Regions from separate parts of the Delphinus delphis genome. Here region 1 is linked to region 2. The links are chromatin contacts, called in public Hi-C maps. All regions are on one chromosome and are shown on one strand. Each heading gives the region's core, a stretch centred on a gene start, on an enhancer-like site or on the middle of the called end of the contact. The rest is flanking DNA. Distances are from core to core; before and after follow the strand shown.

Region 1 (4,844 bases), core at 1,868-4,367, 300 kb after region 2:
GGTTGGTTTCTGTGTGGCAGACATAGTCCCTTCCTGCCAGCAGCTATGTAAGATTTACATGCTCATGCTGTATTCTGTCTCCTTTAGATCATTGAGGGTAACATGAAGGCCCACTTTGTTATGGATGATCCAGCAGGAAACAGCTACTTGCAGGTACTGTAGACCTTCCCTGGTATTTCACAGAGATATCTTTTCTGACCTTCCTTAAATATGTATCATTTCTCCAGAAACTGAGAGACTTAATTCTAAATGAACTGCTTTTTATCAAGGAATCTTTTAGCAGAAATTGGAACATAAGAGAGGAAGGGGGAAGGTGTATGGGACTGTAAGTGTGTGTCAAGAGGGGGAAAAAGGAGACTCCCAGGTTCCTTCTTCCTCTAGTCTAGCTCGAGTCCCAGCTCTAAGTCCAGCAGTGGCATTTTCATTTTGCAAATCTGACTGTGGATTGAGGAGAAATGGTGCCTTGTCCAGAGGCCAAGATGGGAAAAGGCTTTAAGCTGACTAGGGAGATACTCTGGTGATTAACAGTAACTTTAACATTTATTGAGCAGTTATTATGGGTCAGGCAAAACTGTTCTAAGGTCTCTCCACTGTTAAGACTATGCTACTCTCTTCGTAAGAAGGTGCAGATAGAAAGTTTTTCTCCCTGCAGCCCCACTTCTAGCCCATGTGGGTTCTGTTGCTGCCCACGAGTTGAGCCTAGCCATGGGGTGTTGGAGGCCCTTAAAAAGAGAATAAAGGGACTTCCTTGGTGGTCCAGTGGTTAGGACTCTGCTTCCACTGCAGGGGGCGCACGTTCAATCCCCGGTCAGGGAATTAAGATCCCGCATGGCGTGCAGCCAAAAACAAAACAAAACAAAAAGGAATAAACACCTCCTTAAGGTCCTGGGAAAGTGGGAATTGGAAGCTGTCTGGGGGGGTGGGGGTGGCAGGATGGCACAGGCACTGATGGTCTGTCCTTGGCCTTGCAGAACGTGTACGCACCAGAAGATGATCCTGAGATGAAGGTGGAGCACTATAATCGCACATTTGACCAAAACGAGGAACTGGGGCTCAATGACATGAAGACGGAGGGCTATGAGACAGGTCTGGCTTCCCAGCGGTAGCCGTGGGTGGTTCCCGGCCAGCCTCCAGTGCTGCTCAGACCGCAGGGTTATTTATTGCTATTGGAAAAGACTGGAGTGGCCTCCCTACCAGGCCTTGCCCATGTGGGGAGGACACCTGGTCTGAGTCAGAGATCTGAGCACAATTTCTGAACAGTTTGTGACGGAAACGCAAGCCTCTTGGGTTACTTGACCTTGTTTTGGAGGATTTGAATTGGCCTGCGAAGAAACCCAGAAATGAACCATCAGGCATGTCATTGTCATTTTTTTCCTATAAAGTCTTTACCCTCCCTCCACACAATGCTCTCTCATGTCAAGTTGGAACTCTGAAGAGCTGGAGAAGGTGAAGACAGCTACGTCTGGAGTTTGGAAGTTGGTTTGGGTGTATAAAATACTGACTCTCAACAGGAAGAGAGTCTTCTGAGGGGAGGGAGTCTAGGACAGGTGAAGAAGTTCTCATTAAAATGGTGGCTTTCAAACAGCACTGGCCTCTGAAATCACTCTGTCCTTGTTTTATTATTATTTATTATTATTTTATTTTTATTTTGCACTCTGTCCTTGTTTGTTATGCTGGTAGAATTCAACCTCCTGAAGAACATTTTCTCCGGTGTGGCTACTGTAATTTGGGGACTGGAGCTGGCATTTCACTCATTCCTCCAATAGATGTTTGAGTGCTTGCTTTGTGCCTGGCACATCATAGAACTGAACAAAATAAAGCTCTGCTTTCACGGAGCTTCAAGTGTAGTGGGGAAAATTGGCAAACAGAGTGGGTGGGGGGTTGACAAGAAACCAACAAGTAGAACAGTGTCAGATTAATCACCATGTTATGGAGGAATGTCAAGCAGGGAAGGGGTCTGGGTAGTGCCAGGGAAGGTGGGGGCATTAGCTTTATTAGATGGAACTGCAGAGACAGGGCAAAACTTAGACCATGCCACTGGTCGTGAATGCATTTGATCCTGCGTAACTGCCCTGTGAGGCAGGGTTAAGCCCTGAGCTTAGTCTTGTCAGGCTAAGGTTTGGTACTGAGTAGAAAGGGTAGAGGTGGAACTGAAGACAGAAATGGGCAGGAGGCGATGGGGTGGAGAGGACTATACTGGTAATGTTCACTGGAGCAGAAATATGAGACATTCCTGATGTCTGCTGACACCAGGGTGGAGGCAGGGCTGTGGAGTTCAGCTTGAGATACACTGAAGTGTACTAGAAGCCAAGGCAGGGTTGTGGATGGGAGACCTGTGGGGCCCTGCAGCTAGTGAAGCCCTATCAGTCCAGTGCCCCCTTCTCATAGGCCCTGAGGGACCCAGCCTGCTCTTCTTCCTGGGCCTGTGCTGTGACCACCCAGTGTAGCCCAGTGGTTAAAAGTTCATGCTTCAGGGCAGTGACCTCCAAACCTGTTTTCTTATGTATATTTTCTGAACATGTGTTCCAAGATATGCGTATTTATTTATAAAGTATAACAATACTTTATTGACTAATAAACCTTAAAACGTGACAAAAATTTAACATATCGTGAGATAAGTAAAATACGCAATCTAATTCTTTTTCAAGAAATTTGGATTACCTCTTGCACCCCACTTTGTTAGCCTCTGCTCCCAAGGGTCATATGTTCTGGCTGTGTGAAGTTGGGCAACTTAACCTCTCCAAGCTTCAGTTTTCTCACCTGTAAGGTAAGGATAATAAAAGCATCTGAGAAATGTGAGGGTTAAATGAGATAATTCAAGTAAAGCTCTTAATGCCCACAGGAAGAAAAGTCTTCTCCCTAAACTTGAGTATTAGAATTCAGTCTCTCTCTAGGGACTTCCCTGGCGGTCCAGTGGTTAAGACTCCGCTTCCACTGCAGGGGTCACGGGTTCCATCTCTGGTTGGTGAACTAAATCCTGCATGCTGCCTGGCCAAAAAGTAAATTACCTGAGTTTTAAAAAATAAAACACTGAATGAAAAAAAAAAAAAATTCAATCTCTCTAGCTTCTCTCTTGCCATGTTGAAAATAGATCCAGGTCATTTTCATTGGAAATATACGCAAGAGATAGCTAGGGGCAACAAATATCAAATGTGGGTAAGATACATAGGTTAGAAACCTCCATATTTTTCATAGTAATTATATTGGGTTTGGAATTCCTGAATTCCTCTGTTGAATAGTTCTTTTTTTTTTTAAAAGGGCTTCAAATGCTTGGCTTTTTATTTATTTATTTTTGGCTGTGTTGGGTCTTCATTTCTGTGCAAGGGCTTTCTCTAGTTGCGGCAAGCGGGGGCCACTCTTCATCGCGGCCTCTCTTGTGGAGCACAGGCTCCAGACGCGCAGGCTCAGTAGTTGTGGCTCACGGGCCCAGTTGCTCCGCGGCATGTGGGATCTTCCCAGACCAGGGCTCGAACCCGTGTCCCCTGCACTAGCAGGCAGATTCTCAACCACTGCGCCACCACTGCGCCCTGTTGAATAGTTCTTGAAAGCCTATCAAAGCAGATTTCTCTCCACCTAAACATACTAATAAAAATAACTGACACACTATGCCAGATGCTGTTCAAAGCACTTTACACAGTAATATTAACCTAGTCCTTGCAACCATTGGGTTCGGTGTCATTTTTATCCCCATTTTGTTAAGTATGTTGCCCAAGGTCGTACAGTTAGGAAGTTATGGAAGCAGAACTCAAACTCAAGCTGCACTGCAGCTCCAGAGCCCCCGTACCTAACTACTGCTCTCTGGTCCTTCTGAAGCTGCTGGGGGCAGAGATCTTGTTGGGGTCGTGGCTGTAGCCTCGCGGCTACAACAGCGCTTGCTGCACGGTCTGTTGAATGACAGAATGGACAAAGATGAGAAACACGATTGTAACGTCAGAGGGATGTGAAGTGGGCCCGCAACGTGCGCGTGCCCCTCGTAAGCCCACAAAAGCTCACACGAGACTCCCTGTCGGTTCCAAACACCCTCCCTCACTTCCGGTCCTGGCCCCGCCTCCCAGAGTCTTCGCTCTCCGTTTCGCGTTCAAGAATTTTGTCCGCAGCGTCGATCCGTCTCCCCGCCTTCGCTGCTGCCATGGCGGCAGCTCCGCCGCTCTCAAAGGCCGAATACCTGAAGCGTTATTTGTCTGGGGCAGATGCCGGCGTCGACGGGGGCTCTGAGTCCGGCCGCAAGCGTCGCAAAAAGCGGCCGAAGACTGGCGGGGCCGGCGGCAAGGGGTGAGTTGGCCCTGGCGGGGCGCGGTCCGCGGGGCTCGCCGCCCCTCACCTTCCCAGCTCCGCCCTCGGCCCGGCTCTTCCTGGGCTCCTCGCTGGCGGCCCCGAGGGGCCCAGCGCTCTTGATTGCTCGCCCGGCGCTGCCTGAGCCCAGAGTCCGCTCAGACCGCTCCTCGCGCCCCTGGGCAGTATCTTCGACGTATTCAGGCCTGGCTGTAACTTTCATTACTCTTTTCCCGCCTTTGTAGCATTCCGTCCTCTCCCTCAGAGAATGAATATTGTGCCCTGAGACTAAAGTGGTGAAGCAAATTCAGAGGTTCTGTGCGTGGATATTAAGGGCCCAGAACATGTCGGTGGGGATTCTCCAATGCCAAGGACTCCGGTCCTGAGTCGGAGACCTATGCTCACTTCCTGTTACTCTTCCTACTACTACTAACAATAACAACTAACGCTTATACAGTTCTTGTCATGTGCCAGGCACCGTTCTAAGTACTTTAGACCTAAACGAATTTATTTAAGCTTCATAACAGTACCATGAAGTAGATATTTTTGATACCCCCACTTTTCAAACGAGA
Region 2 (4,645 bases), core at 2,058-4,557:
GGCATGTAAACATTATATGATGTTGCCTTTTGTCATACGGAGTTTCTGAATAACGCTTCTGTGTCACTGAATGCTCATATAATGCTAGCTTCTTTCAGAGCAGTAATGAGCTGGGACAACGTAGAGTGAGGCGTTAGACTTTCTTCAAGGTTCCGATGCCTCTGAGAATCTATGGAGTTATGTGGTGAGGCTGCAGTTTCCTTTCGGGTTGTTGGTAAACTGCTCTGCAGACTTTAAAAGAGTTAATGTATTCCCTCCCACTGCTTATATCACTCCCCACTCAGACCTTAGGTCCTCAGAGGTTTTGCATCACTTCCAGAAGTTCTTAAGGGCCTATCCTATCCATCAAGAATGCCTTGGTTTGCCCTTTTCAAATTTTAGAAACAAAACGCAATGACATTATGGAGGAAAATGTCTCATTTTCATCTTTGAATCTATCTTTTGCTTTTTTAGAAAAGAGCAAATTGTTATGGTGGTGGATTGGAAGCTGGGTGGTGGCTAGCTCTGTCTCCACCCTGGACTGCAGGACTCCGAGAATCCAGCCCTCAAGCTACCCCTCTGAATCTGCAGCAGGGCAGGAACACACCTTCCCGTCTGTTTTCTAAGGGCAGCAAAACTCCTGCACAATAAGTAGTGAGCCTCTTTCTGGAGCTACTTGCAAGTAAAGCCATCACTTCAATCAGTTTTGCTATCTGTTGTTCTTTATTGATATGCTTCGGTGCCTGCTCTGCCCTGTTCTCCAGAACTCTCCAAGTCTTCTTCTTCCCTGGGTCTAAACTGAGTTTTGGGGGGAACTACTTTTCCTACTAGCTACTACTCTGACAGGGTTTATAATCCAGTGGGGGAGGATCTCAGCTTCCAGAGGTAGGCTTCCTGGGTTTGAATGCTAATTCTAGGATTCACTTTCTAGCCCTATGACCATGGTCAACTCCTTTAATCCCTCTGTGCCTCATTTTCCTTATCTGCAAAATGGGGATAATAATATATTCTGTCTCACAGGGTTGTTCAAGATTAAGTAAGTTCATTTATATAAACTGCTTAGCATAGTGCCTGGCAGACTGTTGTTATTGTGAGTTCCTCCCAAATTTAACTCGGTTCTTGGTATTCGACAAATAATTATTAAATACATACATCTAAACTGTTTTCCTTTTTCCCTGATGATCTTCGTTCATCAATCCCCTCCCTAATTTTCTATATTATTCTCACCAAAGAGGACTCTTCAGAGAAATCTCCAGCAAGTCTTTGTCCAAGTCTCAATAGGACACAGCATCTACTGGCCTCTATCCATACAGGCACAGAGCATAAATCACATAATACACAGCATACACATTCTGGCCATTACTAGGGACAAGAGTGATCTGCCTGCCTCTTCTTCTGGGAAGTTAGACCAATGCTCCATTTTCTAGTTTCTCCCCAGAGGCTTCTTTGTTTTTGACACCCTCCAGAGAGCAGCAGAAGTTGCTGTACCTGATGTTCAGATGATCTCCATGGGTGGAGGAGAGGCTGTAAAGTTGTTACGAGAATGGTTTCTGTGCTGCTCTTGCAGCCCTCGGAGCAAAAGAGTTTTCCCCCTTGCCTTACTGCTCATAAGTTTTCTGTTGAGACCCCCATCCTCCTCCTTTCCTTAAGGAGATAGTATAACTGGGACCCTGGGGCCCAGCACCAAAGTTAATATACAGTCCCTGTTCGAGGCAGGTGATTAGGGTCAAAGTGATGAGAGGCTGGCCACATGCCATCATTTATATGCAATTGAATGAGCTCAACCAATGAAACGGCTTAACCACTGCAAGAAGCTGAGGACCACTTCATCCTTATCCTTATTTGCTAGTAAAGAAGCCAATTAGTGTTAATTGTGCTGGTAATTTGGAACAGCAACCAGGGAATTGATTCAAGGCAATTGTGGAATGACCTCCCTGTCCTGTCCTAGTCCCAGCCATTATTCATAGTCAGATGGGGAATCAGAGAGCTAGTAAATATCTTTTGGTCAGAGAGAGTAAATAGGGGCTCTGCTTCTCATACATTCACAGTGCCCTGGGTGTCAGTTTTTAATATTGTACATGCAGTGACCTGACAACACAGTTCTGCCATCAGGAGAGACATAGATGTGGAGGGGTCAGGACTGGAAGGAGGAATACATTTCAGCATTGGAGTGCTCACAGCCTTCCCTCCTCCCCACTTGCCTGACCAGACCATCTCGTTATTGACAGTCCAGTAGCCTACCCCTCCCCGGCCCTACCTGAAGCTGTTAAAGCCCATCTACTTAATAAAGGGTGGGGGGGAAAGAGGGGGAAACCCGGGAGATAGTGAGGGCTCTGGAGGGTGTGGAATAGCAGATAACACAGGAGAGAAGAAAAAGGGATATGAGATTTACTACTGGAATTTGATTTGATCACCTTTAATGTCCTTGGAGAGTCGCTGGTAAGGGTGAATTTTTATTTTATTATTTACTTATTTTGCCCAACAGACGTAACGCATTTAACCATGACGTGCACCACTGCTTCATCAGGGTTCTACAAGTGACAGAAATAGGACGCAGGCACTTCTTTGACAATCATCTAGCTATAGACTTATTCAGAGACGGGGTGGGAGGAAGGAAAATGACGTCCCTGCTCTGGCCCTCACCCACCCAATGACTGGAATGCGTGTTTGGGCTGGTTTCTCCGCCCTTGAGCACGCAAATCCTAATTTCCCCATTCCTCTACATTCGGTGACAATTAGAGTGGTTGTACCGGGTGAGTTGGGTTTTTTAAGAGGAAGGAATTTTACTGAAGAATTCCCCTGCCTCGCTTCCGACTTGGTTACAGTTGCTTCGATACTGTAGCTATTCCTGCCTTTGGGGCCTCAAGGGCTAAAGTGGGACAGTGCTAATATTTCTGGTGATGAGGAAATACTTTGTTTTAAAGGAGCCTGGGTGATTGCCGAACTGGGACAGAGGTCACACTAGGGGTCACATTCGCTGTTCCGGGGGGATCGAGGGCGGGTTTGGGTCAGGCATAAGCACCCCCCGGCTCCGGCAACGCTGCGGCGGCTTGGAACCTGCTGGCACACTGGCGGTGCCCACTGTCTCCTCCCCGAAGGGGGGCACCCGGGAGCCGACACCCGAGGAACCGTGCCCACGCGGGAAGGTCGAGCTCGCCGGTGAGGTCACGGTTGCCATGGCTCTAGGCAGTGACGCGCGTCGGCACGTGACGAGCGGTTGCCATGGCGCCAGGCCCCGGCGGCGCGGGCGCTCCGCCTCCCGGAGTGACGTCCCCAGGCTCCCCCCAACCTCTTTTCCCGCCCCTCTGCCCCCTCCCCCCCTCCCCCCGCCGGCTCCCCGCGGCCCCGGAGGTTTCACTGCACAACAAGATGGCGGCGGCGGCGGCGAGCGGAGCTGGCGGGGCTGCCGGGGCCGGAGCGGGGGGAGCCGGGCCGGCGGGCCGCCTGCTGCCTCCGCCCGCCTCGGGGCCCCCGGCTGCCCCCGCTGCTGTGCCCCCGGCGGCTGGCCCGCCGCGTCCCTCAGCCCCGGCCTCCCGCGGGCCGGTGCCTGCCCGCATCGGCTACTACGAGATCGACCGCACCATCGGCAAGGGCAACTTCGCTGTGGTCAAGCGGGCCACGCACCTCGTCACCAAGGCCAAGGTAGTGGCGCGGTGGGACCGGGCGGCGGCGGGGCTGCGCGGCCCGGGACCGTCCGAGTGCTGAGGGCGCAGGAGAGCCCCGCGACACCGAGGCTGAGGGGTCGGCGCGGGAGCGGGGCTCGGGAGAGCGTTGGGGACCGGGGAAACGGGTAGGGGGCTGTCGAGCGAGAGTGCGGAGAGGGCGAGCAGAAGGTGGGGGACACCGGGGGACCCGGGAGAGGGTAATTGCACGGCAGAGGGGACGCAGGGGGCCACTGAGCGCGGGGACCTGGGGAGCTAGGGAGCCGGGGATGGGGAGGGGGCTCCCTGGGCTGTGCGGAGGGTCGTAGAAGGGATGATTGGAAAGAAGAGGTTTGGAACTCTCCCGGAGCCAGGAGGCAGTAAGCTAAGAAGCCTCTGGAACCAGCAGTTAGGAAATCCTAAGGGAATGAGGGCAGGGGAATAGGAAATGTGGACCAGGAGGATGGGGGGAAAACGGGTGAAACCGGCAGCCCGCAGATGTGGGATTATGAGGGGAACGAGGATAGCTGGGGCACGTCCCAGGGGTATGTGGTGGGTACAGGGTACTGAGAGGTATGAGGGACCTGGTACCTTCTGACAGAGGCACCAATCAGCATTTGATCGTCCAAGACTGATAGATGGTGGGAATGGGAGTCTGAGGACAGACAGGATTATTGGAGGAGGTGATGAAAAAAATGGGGAAATGTGGAGGAAAAAAAGCACTTTATTTTTCTGCAGGAAGGGGGTCAGGGAACAGAGGCCCAAGGGGGGCCCAGGTTTGTGGTGGCCCTAGGTACTCAGGGGTTAAACAGTTTGGGAGAGCTGGATTGCTGGTTATATTTAGTTGTTGGAGGGTCCAGAACTGTGGGCCTTATAGAGCCCAGAGTGGGCTGTCAGTGGTGAGGGGAAAGCCTGGTGACTGAGGAGGTGTGTGAGGAACCCAGACACTCATGGGGCCCTTTGGTTCCCAAGGGATTTGTGGAGCTGTGGTGGTGCAATTGGGCAAGGTCAGTTAGGAAGCCATA

What was found. Hi-C and Micro-C count contacts between places; a contact is called where the count stands out from the background.
Region 1: a Hi-C map of muscle shows a contact between it and region 2, with 6 times the contacts expected there. The contact joins the promoter of BUD13 here to the promoter of SIK3 in region 2. A contact is called at or near these places in 2 of 3 Hi-C or Micro-C datasets (lung and muscle).

What each region holds. Positions count from the first base shown.
Region 1 is chr8:17,535,098-17,539,941 of mDelDel1.2, forward strand. BUD13 (BUD13 homolog) reads left to right here and starts at 3,118. Exons shown (of 10, transcript XM_060017910.1): 1 at 3,118-4,272. The coding sequence starts at 4,130. ZPR1 (ZPR1 zinc finger) reads left to right here. Exons shown (of 14, transcript XM_060017911.1): 13 at 88-153; 14 at 972-1,805. The coding sequence ends at 1,106.
Region 2 is chr8:17,231,163-17,235,807 of mDelDel1.2, forward strand. SIK3 (SIK family kinase 3) reads left to right here and starts at 3,308. Exons shown (of 24, transcript XM_060017905.1): 1 at 3,308-3,621. The coding sequence starts at 3,349.